Regions from separate parts of the Mus musculus genome. Here all the other regions are linked to region 3. A link is a contact called in public HiChIP or PLAC-seq and capture Hi-C data. All regions are on one chromosome and are shown on one strand. The core of a region is the stretch at or near the end of the contact, and the rest is flanking DNA. Distances in the headings are between cores, read along the strand shown.

Region 1 (2,722 bases), core at 66-2,565, 1.2 Mb before region 3:
CAATTTTTTTATTCCTAACATTTTAAAATGTATTTCGAATTCTTTGATCTGATATTCACTAGGATAAACATCCTTTTCATAGACGCTCAATGACCTACTTTACTGAAAGTCGAATTGGTCCTTCCTTGTGCTGTGTATGGAAGAGAAAGGTTGGACTCAAAGATTGTGGGTCTCAGTTTTTTAAGGGATAGTGAAAATTGGACAAGTTCTGGTAAATAAATCTCAGTTTTCAGGTACATTTCTAAGTCAGGGACGGGTCACAGCTCAAAGTTGCCATTCATAATAAAGAAGGTTTAGAATGCATTTTGCAAAGAATGTTTCATTAATACACCTACATCCTATCTTTGGAAGTCAGTGACCCAATTGCATTTAAAACTCTTGAGAAGTTCTGGGTTTAGCTTAACCTATGGTAAATCATTTAAAAAAAAAAAGTCTATTTTCTTCCCTGAAATCAAAGCTTACATGTATGTTTTTCCATAATATTTCCAGTTATGTGTATTTAAGATGCAATGCAGTATTTTAACATTTGCAAATCATTTTATATGGAAATATATTGCAGTATTAAAATTCAGTGTTCTGTGTCTATTTCACTATGCATTTTATTTACTGAAAGCTGAGAAAATATTTAACCCAATGGTGCCTTACTGGTGATCTGAAAAGAATTGACTTGTTATGTCTAAGTAGTGGATTTGTTGCATATTTGTAAAAACTGTTAGGCCTTTATATTTTAACTTGTAATATCGATTTTGTTATTTTAGTACCAGAAACAGGGTGATTATTGAAGTCTCCTCAAACTTTTGGTATGAAATTTAACTTTCCCTGTTCATAGGCAGGAGCTGTAGAGGAATTTTTTCATACCACTGCACTGTGTAAACAGACACAGACATCTGTGTCATCAGGGTAGTTAAATGGTAGGGTAGAATCTACCATAGACACCTGCATGTTTGTAAATTATCCAGACAATGAATAAAAAGCAGAATGATACAGTGTCGACTTGTGGCTTTCTTGTCTGTGTACGTATAAACAAAAAAGTTAATGTCTGCCTCCTGTTTTATTCTGTGGTAGTAAAGACAAACTCAAAAACAACAACAACAAAACCCTTTTAAGGACATAAATATTCATTATTCATCACACCTCAGGATCGCTCGGTGCTTGTCTTTAACTGAGACTGCATCTTAGTAAAATGGATCCTGGAAGCGATGGAAGAGGGAGAGACAGATCTGGGAGAGCCTCTGGGAGCTCAGGAATGCTGAGAGCTTCCTGAGTCATCTGTGGTGCACGTGTGCCTTGCATGCGCACGCCTCCGCACAGCACAGCAGATGAGCACATAAGACCTGGCCTCATCTCTTTGTTCAAAGTCATTTCTCTAACCCTGTGCTGTGTGTGTACAGAGTGAGGAATCGTCTAACAACATCAACACGTGTTAGACAGGGTGAAGCACTCGGCTGACTTTCCAGAGCAAGGAAGCCGTGTGCAGCAGGAGGCGAGCATGAATGCAGCGACCCCAAATTTAATGGAAGGCAATCAGCTCGTAAGGGATTGGCTTTTATAGGACGCGAGCACCAGCAGGGAACCAACTCCATCATCCTCCGTCATCACTCTACACCCGCGGCTGGAGGATGTGGTTGGTCCATCGTGGCACAGGAAGCACCGCAGGCTGGTTACATTGTATCTGCAGTCTGGAAGCACAGAGAACAGATCCTGGTTCTCAGCTTGCTTTCTCCTTCCTATTCAGTCTGGGAAGCCCAGACCTTGGGATGGTAGGGTAGATCTTCCCACCTTAATCAAAACTATCTAGAAACTTGACAGCCATGCCCTGAGGTTTGTCTCTAGGCAATCCAGGTCCTGTAGACACGTTTAGTCGTCACTCTCATGTTACCAGTCAATTATGTCCAATCTGAACTCACAGAGATTAAGAGTCAAAAAGAACCTTCTAGATCGGGCAGCCCTAAAGCTCACATCTGCAGTGGGATACTTCAGGGTGGAAAGCGATGGTAAGCTTCCATGGCCCAGCAGGTAGCCACTGAGGCTACCCCAGCAAACTAGGCCATGTGTCCTCCCTTCTTAGAAGTCATTCAGTCCTGTCACTGTCATCTCTCAGAGGGGCAATTTAACATCCATCAAATGGCATGCTACAAACATGTAGACACACCGTGCAGTGGTGAAAGTCCTCCCTGCCCTGTTCCTGTTCCTGTTGCAAAGGAAAGCCACCCAATCGAGAGTCCACAGAGTCAGGATGCTCTGTGCATACACAAACACACATGCACATACTCCATACACAATTACGCATATACATGTACACAGATACCATATACAAATGCATGTGCACACACATACATATATACACACACTCCACACACACACATACTACATATACACATGTACATACACCATATACAAATGTGTACGTGCATACACACACATGCACACACACATACTATACACACATACCATATACAACCATACATGCACGCACACATACACACATGTACAAACACACCACACCATACACAAATGTGTATATGTACACACACATGCACACACTCCACACACACACCATACATATATACCATATACAAACATACATGCACATACACACACACACACACACATACATGTGCTCACACACATGTACATACACACCATACACAAACACACACACACAGGTTTGGATACTGACTTGGGCGCTTCCTCTGTGAGGCCATGGATGGGTTATTGAAGC
Region 2 (2,700 bases), core at 168-2,667, 1.1 Mb before region 3:
CTGGCCTACAGAGTGAGTTCCAGGACACCCAGAGCTACACAGAGAAACCCTGAAAAAAAACAAACAGGAAGAACCAATTCTTAGCATAGTTTTATATGGGAGCATCCTAAATATTTTAAAACAAAATAAAAAATATAAATACAATAAATGTTTTATTGAAAGGAAAGCAAAGCAGGATATGATAGCCCACCTGCAATCTCAGGACTCGGCAGGATGAGCTAGAGTTTAAAGCTAGCCTATGTCTCAAAATGACTCAAGAAACAAGTTCACCATGGAACAAGTAAAGGGTCTTCTCCATCTCAAAGATGGGAAGACGTACCAGTTTTTCTTTTGTGTCGCCCCTCTAAATTTCTTGATCTCCTGCTTACTGTGCTCCAAAGTTAGCTACTCCAACACATAATTTAGGCAGGCTATTAATTCTCCTTTTTTCCAGGCCCGTCAGTATTAAAATAAATAAGTAAATAATTATTAAAACACCACCTAGAAGGTGAAAACCCAGCTTGGTGGTGCATGCCTGTAATTGAAGATTGAGCGTTACGTGGACCGCGCCACGAATAACACAAGATAAAAAAACAAAAAACTGGCACACAGCCAACACCCAAATGAAAGCTGACATCCGTTGTACCTTGGCATTCTTATCCTCACCAGACTAAGTGACTATCCTCAGTGGACTAAGCCTTGCTTACCCGAAACTGGGATGGCGGCAACAGCTAAGAAACCCGCACCCAGGGAGAAAGTCGTTGGCCCTAACATGTTCTCATCATTCACGATGTTTGCTGAGCAAACTTCTGCATGGCTAGAAATAACGGAAGGGAGCTGGGTGTAGTGGCGCAGGCCTTTAATCCCAGGCCTGGGAAGGCAAAGGCAGACGGATCTGTTAGTTCAAGGGCAACCAATGCTACATGGCGAGGTATACATAATGATAATAATAATAATAATAATATTATTATTATTATTATAATTATTATTAAACCTTAACAGTAATTGGAAAGGAAGAGCCTAGGTTCTTGAGCTTCTAACAGTCTATTCCCGTGCTTTTGGTAACACCAATCTTCCGAGGCTCACAAACGTCCTACAGTTGCCGGGAGACAACTTAATCTACATGGGAACTGCGCGGCAAAAGAAAATTTTTTTGCAACTGGAGTCGGCGTTGCCAGAAAGTGCTGGGCTCGAACCTCGAGACCTCGCTTGTTCGGGCTGACCGCGCTCGGATCGAAGCTGACGCAGCAGAGCCCGCCGCCGCTCGCGACCCCGCAGAGAGCGAGCATCGCGCACAGGGGGTTCCCCAAGCTTACCTCTGCTGCGCACGCGCGGACGCCGCCAAAGCCGCGGCAGCCACCAGAAGCGACTGCCGGAAGAGAGCAAGAGGGGCGGTGCCAAGCGTCAAACCACGGAAGTAGTCATCCTCCCGACCTCGGAAGTTCTCGCCCAAACTTGCCTAGCAGTTCCGGTGAAGCTCCGGGAGTTTGTTTACGTTCCGAGAAGACCTAGCGGTTGGCTTCTCCGACTCAGACGCCAAGATGGGGAAGTCATTCGCCAATTTCATGTGTAAGAAGGACTTCCATCCTGCGTCCAAATCCAACATCAAGAAGGTGAGTAAAGGCATCCGGAGAGGGCAGAGATTGCTAAGCTCCCTGGGAGGGTCGTATCCTCCTCACGGCTGGAGTCGTCGATCTTTCCCCCTTGCAGGAATGATCCCCCAAGTCCCGCCTGTCAGTCAGTGGGGAGACCCACGCATGGTTTGATAACACTGTCCGTTCAGGATCCGTCTCCTACAGCCCCAAGCCGGTGAACTCTGCTCTGGGTCGAGACTCCTGCTTAACGGAGATCTTCTGGCAGAAATCCTCCCTCTGCTCACTCTCCATCCCGTAGTGTGTTTCTGATGGCTGCGTTCAAGTTGAGCGTTTTAAACAATCACAGGGCAACCAGTTGCTGGACACAGAAGGGCCGTGGCGAGAATTACAGCGCCAAAGAATGGCGACGGGAGAGTGCTTGGGCTTTGGATTCTTAGTTCAGTACAGTTACATGTAGCCCTGAGGCCTCGCACAAAATAGTCAATGATGTGAGCATTAGCCTCGTACACTGTTGATCAAGAATTATCAGTGTCAGTTGCCCTAGTTTGTAAAAATTTTAGGGAGATTAGATGAGATAGTATGGCCAATGACTAGAAACTCGAAATGAAGGCTTAGCACTGTGTGTTAAGAAAAGTACTCAAGTACTCAAAAGTACACAAACTTATGAGAATATATTTCGCTTTTGTTTCCAAACCAGTTGTGGGTCCTGTATATTACCATACATCTAAAGAATGTATATATTAGCATGCATGTACATTAGGATATCTGTGGAAGAAAGTGCAAGAAATGCTAACACTGGTTATCTGCAAATATAGTTACTTAGGTTTTTAAGTCCCTTGGGAGTGGGGAGGGCTTGCCAGATCTCAGCCTTACTCCTTGACCCCAAAAGTCTTGTTCTGTTTATTTTGTAGTACTCCTAATCCCCACGAGTGTATTTCTTTATGTGTTTCATAGCCTCTATTTGAGGTGGGATCTCCTGCAGTCTAAGCTGGCTTCAAACTTGCTGTCTAGGGAGGATAGCCCTGAACTCCTTGTCCTTCTGCCTCCAACCCCCTGCCCCCACCCCCAACCCCCACCCCCGCATGCTGGGATTACAGGTGGAAGCCACTGCAATCAACTACCACTT
Region 3 (2,700 bases), core at 50-2,549:
GGGTAGTGGCTCCCAGAACAAGGGCCGGCATCTCCACCTGCATCACTGGCCTTTGCCTTGTGTGGGTGACTTGGAGATAATAAATCCAGAGCGGCAGACCTGCTCCATTTGCAGCTTTGCTTATCATTCAAGGCAAGCCAGGAGATGACTTCCTGTCTCGGTTTTTTCTCCTGTGAATACAGGACTAAAGCACCTACCCCAGCTTTGCCTCTTTAATTTTGCTAAGCTCCAGACTGGGCCAAGAACTTAAAAGAAAATGCTGCAGCTTTTCTAAAGACAGCAAGCAAAACAGATGCTATTGTCTACCTCAGTGGCTCTCAACCTTCCTAATGCTGTGACCCTTTAATACAGTTCCTCACGTTGTGGGGACCTCCGACCATAACGTTATTCTGTTGCTACTTCACAACAATCATTGTATGAATTGTAATGTAAATATCTGATACGCAAGATTCCTGATATGTGACCCCCAAACGGATCGAGACCCAAAGGCTGAAAACCACTGGTCTAGAGGCTTCTGTCTATTCCTGTAGACTCAGGGTTAGGAAAGCCTAGAGTCTGTACTAACTGGGTTGAGTGAACAGGTTCATGGCGGGACAGCAGCCTCAGCACAGGGCTGAATATGGCTAAATAGTCAGCTGATTTGCAGGAAAGGCCAAGTCTACCTGTATAATACAGAGAGTCAGGAAGATAGGGGATACATTACAAAGGCAGAAACAAACAAACAAAACAAACTCCTGGGTGTTTTGAGAGCCTTTTCTGTGTTGCCTGCTCTGTTGTAAACTGACAGGCAGGTCCTCTCTTCCTTCCTGCTGCACTTGGCACCAGCAGGCTAAGGTGAAGAGAGAACAAGCTCTCTATGATGGGAAAGCTCACCCTGTCATAGTTTCCATAAGCCACTCATTCCAAACACATGAAGGCATCTGCTCACTGCACAGAGGCCGCCTGACCGCGCCGCTAGGGAAAGTGGCCGCACCAAACCTGTCTTCAAACAGCCAGCTTTCCCAAAAGGCAAGGCAAGCAGCTCCTGGATTCAAAGGATCTGGTATTCTATTGTCTCCTCGAAATCTGGCAAAACAACTCAAGGCATTTGGCAAGCTGGCTTCTATAAAACACCAAGCCGCTTTCCCTTCTTTGTTTAGCTCTGGAAATCAAGAGAGTGTGTGGGATCTGAACTGTTTGGCTCAAGAAAACGCCTGGCTGGGGTCGCTCATTCTCCTAACCTCCCCGAGCTCGGGCTCTGCATTTAGAAAGGGAAGGAGTCTCGCAGCACAAGCCACATTTAGCTTTTTTATTTTTAGCACTGTGGTGATACCAAAAACATGGAAGTAAACAGGAGGTTGTCAAGCATATCTAAATAGCAGGAGAAGATTAAATTCATGTCAGGGAGAAACCTAACTGGCCCCTGCAGTAAATAAATTGTTTCCCAAGAAGTGCTTTTAAATAGAATATTTATAAGATGTTTGCTTTCTCTGATGTGCATGGAGATGATTTCCTAGTGCCAGGTTAGCTGGCCTGTATGCGTTTTACTGATTTTATTCTGCCTGAGCTGTGAGCTGTTGTTCCAGCATGTTCTACTGCCCTCTACTGGTGAGAACGTGTTATGTGCCACATCGGCTTCCAGAGCCTTGCAACCAAAGTTTCTAAAGGAACTTTTGTTGACTTCAATAGCATTCTTCAAAGGGGGGTGGGGGTGGGGGAAATCTGAAGAGTTCAGAGCAAAACACACCCCCCCCTTTGACTCCAGCATCAGTACTACAAGATGTTAATTTATATATTGATGTTAACTATTAAAAAGCTAGAAGACATTCTTCTCTTTCAAGAATTCAACTGCTGGTTGTTCTTACACCCGTTTCTCTTTGTAAGGTGTTTTCCATGAGAACAGAGTTCAGGGACATTTTTATTCTTTCTCCAAAGTTAAAGACACTTACTGAGCCGCTATCTTGATAAATTTTTTCAAAAGCTGAACACGTTTGCTGAGCTGGGAACAAAGGCAGACCTCAGTGACAACCCAAAACTGAATTTCATTAAACCTCCTCAGGAACAAATCCAAGTTTGCCGTGGTCTTTTTAAAATTATGCCTTCCAAATGTGTGGTAGATTAGCTCCAGCTAGAACAGAAAGGAAAACAATTTTACTTATTTGTTGGCTTTTAAATCAAAACGCCAGCCTGGCTCCTCCGTTTGTCAGGAAAGTGTTCTATCAAGCAGCAGATGTGAATTCAATCGCTAACCCGGATGTACCTTGTCATATAGATTTGAAGGGCTTTCATGAAGCTTGTGGAATATATAAATATAAACTAGGTGTTATTGGCTTAATAGACTCTGGAAGACATAGCATAGCATCACAGAGATTTTTTTTTTCTTTAATACTTACGGGTTTTATAAGCTCAGCATGCACAAAACCCATCATGTGGTTTCCATATGGTAGCACACGGAAACATGAGTGGCGTCAGGCCAGCAGGCTTCACTCAGAATCCTATGGAGCCCATGGACGCTCCTTGCTGGGCGTCTTACCTCATGCACACAGTTGAAGAGTTCCCAATCGTAGGTTGTCATCTGGTACGCCAGGTCTTTCGAGCTCATCAGCTCAAATGTTCCCACTGTCCCAGTGGTCGGGCCTTCCTGTTCCGGCAAGGGAGTCTGGGAAAGATTGTGAAAAAACTGGATCAGAACCACAAAGGGACCAGTACTCAGTGCCCAAC

What was found. HiChIP or PLAC-seq counts read pairs in DNA pulled down with a chosen protein or histone mark. Capture Hi-C pulls out chosen DNA fragments and counts their contacts.
Region 1: a capture Hi-C map of embryonic stem cells shows a contact between it and region 3, with 13 times the contacts expected there. The contact joins two enhancer-like sites. A contact is called at or near these places in 5 of 39 promoter capture datasets (the HPC-7 cell line, cranial neural crest, frontonasal cranial neural crest and 2 more), 3 of 484 Hi-C or Micro-C datasets (embryonic stem cells, pre-B cells and pro-B cells), 1 of 115 datasets of contacts at active chromatin or transcription factors (embryonic stem cells) and 1 of 9 other capture datasets (embryonic stem cells).
Region 2: a contact with region 3 is called in an H3K4me3 HiChIP or PLAC-seq map of stem cell-derived neural progenitor cells, with 6 times the contacts expected there. The contact joins the promoter of Cir1 here to the enhancer-like site in region 3. A contact is called at or near these places in 5 of 39 promoter capture datasets (cranial neural crest, frontonasal cranial neural crest, maxillary cranial neural crest and 2 more) and 10 of 115 datasets of contacts at active chromatin or transcription factors (embryonic forebrain, embryonic hindbrain, embryonic limb bud and 4 more).

Annotation. Positions count from the first base shown.
Region 1 is chr2:73,427,879-73,430,600 of GRCm38.p6, reverse strand. Wipf1 (WAS/WASL interacting protein family, member 1) reads left to right here. Exons shown (of 8, transcript NM_153138.4): 8 at 1-991. Gm13707 (a long non-coding RNA gene) reads right to left here. Exons shown (of 9, transcript XR_866430.3): 9 at 1-1,679. Among named protein-coding and RNA genes, the nearest start is that of Gm13707, 42 kb to the right of the region's middle. Within about 2 kb of position 1,315, at least 72 of the 459 cell types and tissues checked have an H3K27ac peak or open chromatin away from gene starts, as enhancers often do.
Region 2 is chr2:73,311,309-73,314,008 of GRCm38.p6, reverse strand. Cir1 (corepressor interacting with RBPJ, 1) reads left to right here and starts at 1,417. Exons shown (of 10, transcript NM_025854.3): 1 at 1,417-1,592. The coding sequence starts at 1,521. It overlaps Scrn3 (secernin 3), which reads right to left and starts at 1,357. Exons shown (of 8, transcript NM_029022.1): 1 at 1,296-1,357.
Region 3 is chr2:72,234,015-72,236,714 of GRCm38.p6, reverse strand. Rapgef4 (Rap guanine nucleotide exchange factor (GEF) 4) reads right to left here. Exons shown (of 31, transcript NM_001204165.1): 24 at 2,513-2,638; 25 at 1,929-2,107. Among named protein-coding and RNA genes, the nearest start is that of Map3k20, 50 kb to the left of the region's middle. Within about 2 kb of position 1,299, at least 65 of the 459 cell types and tissues checked have an H3K27ac peak or open chromatin away from gene starts, as enhancers often do. A contact at or near this core is called in stem cell-derived neural progenitor cells, where this site is marked.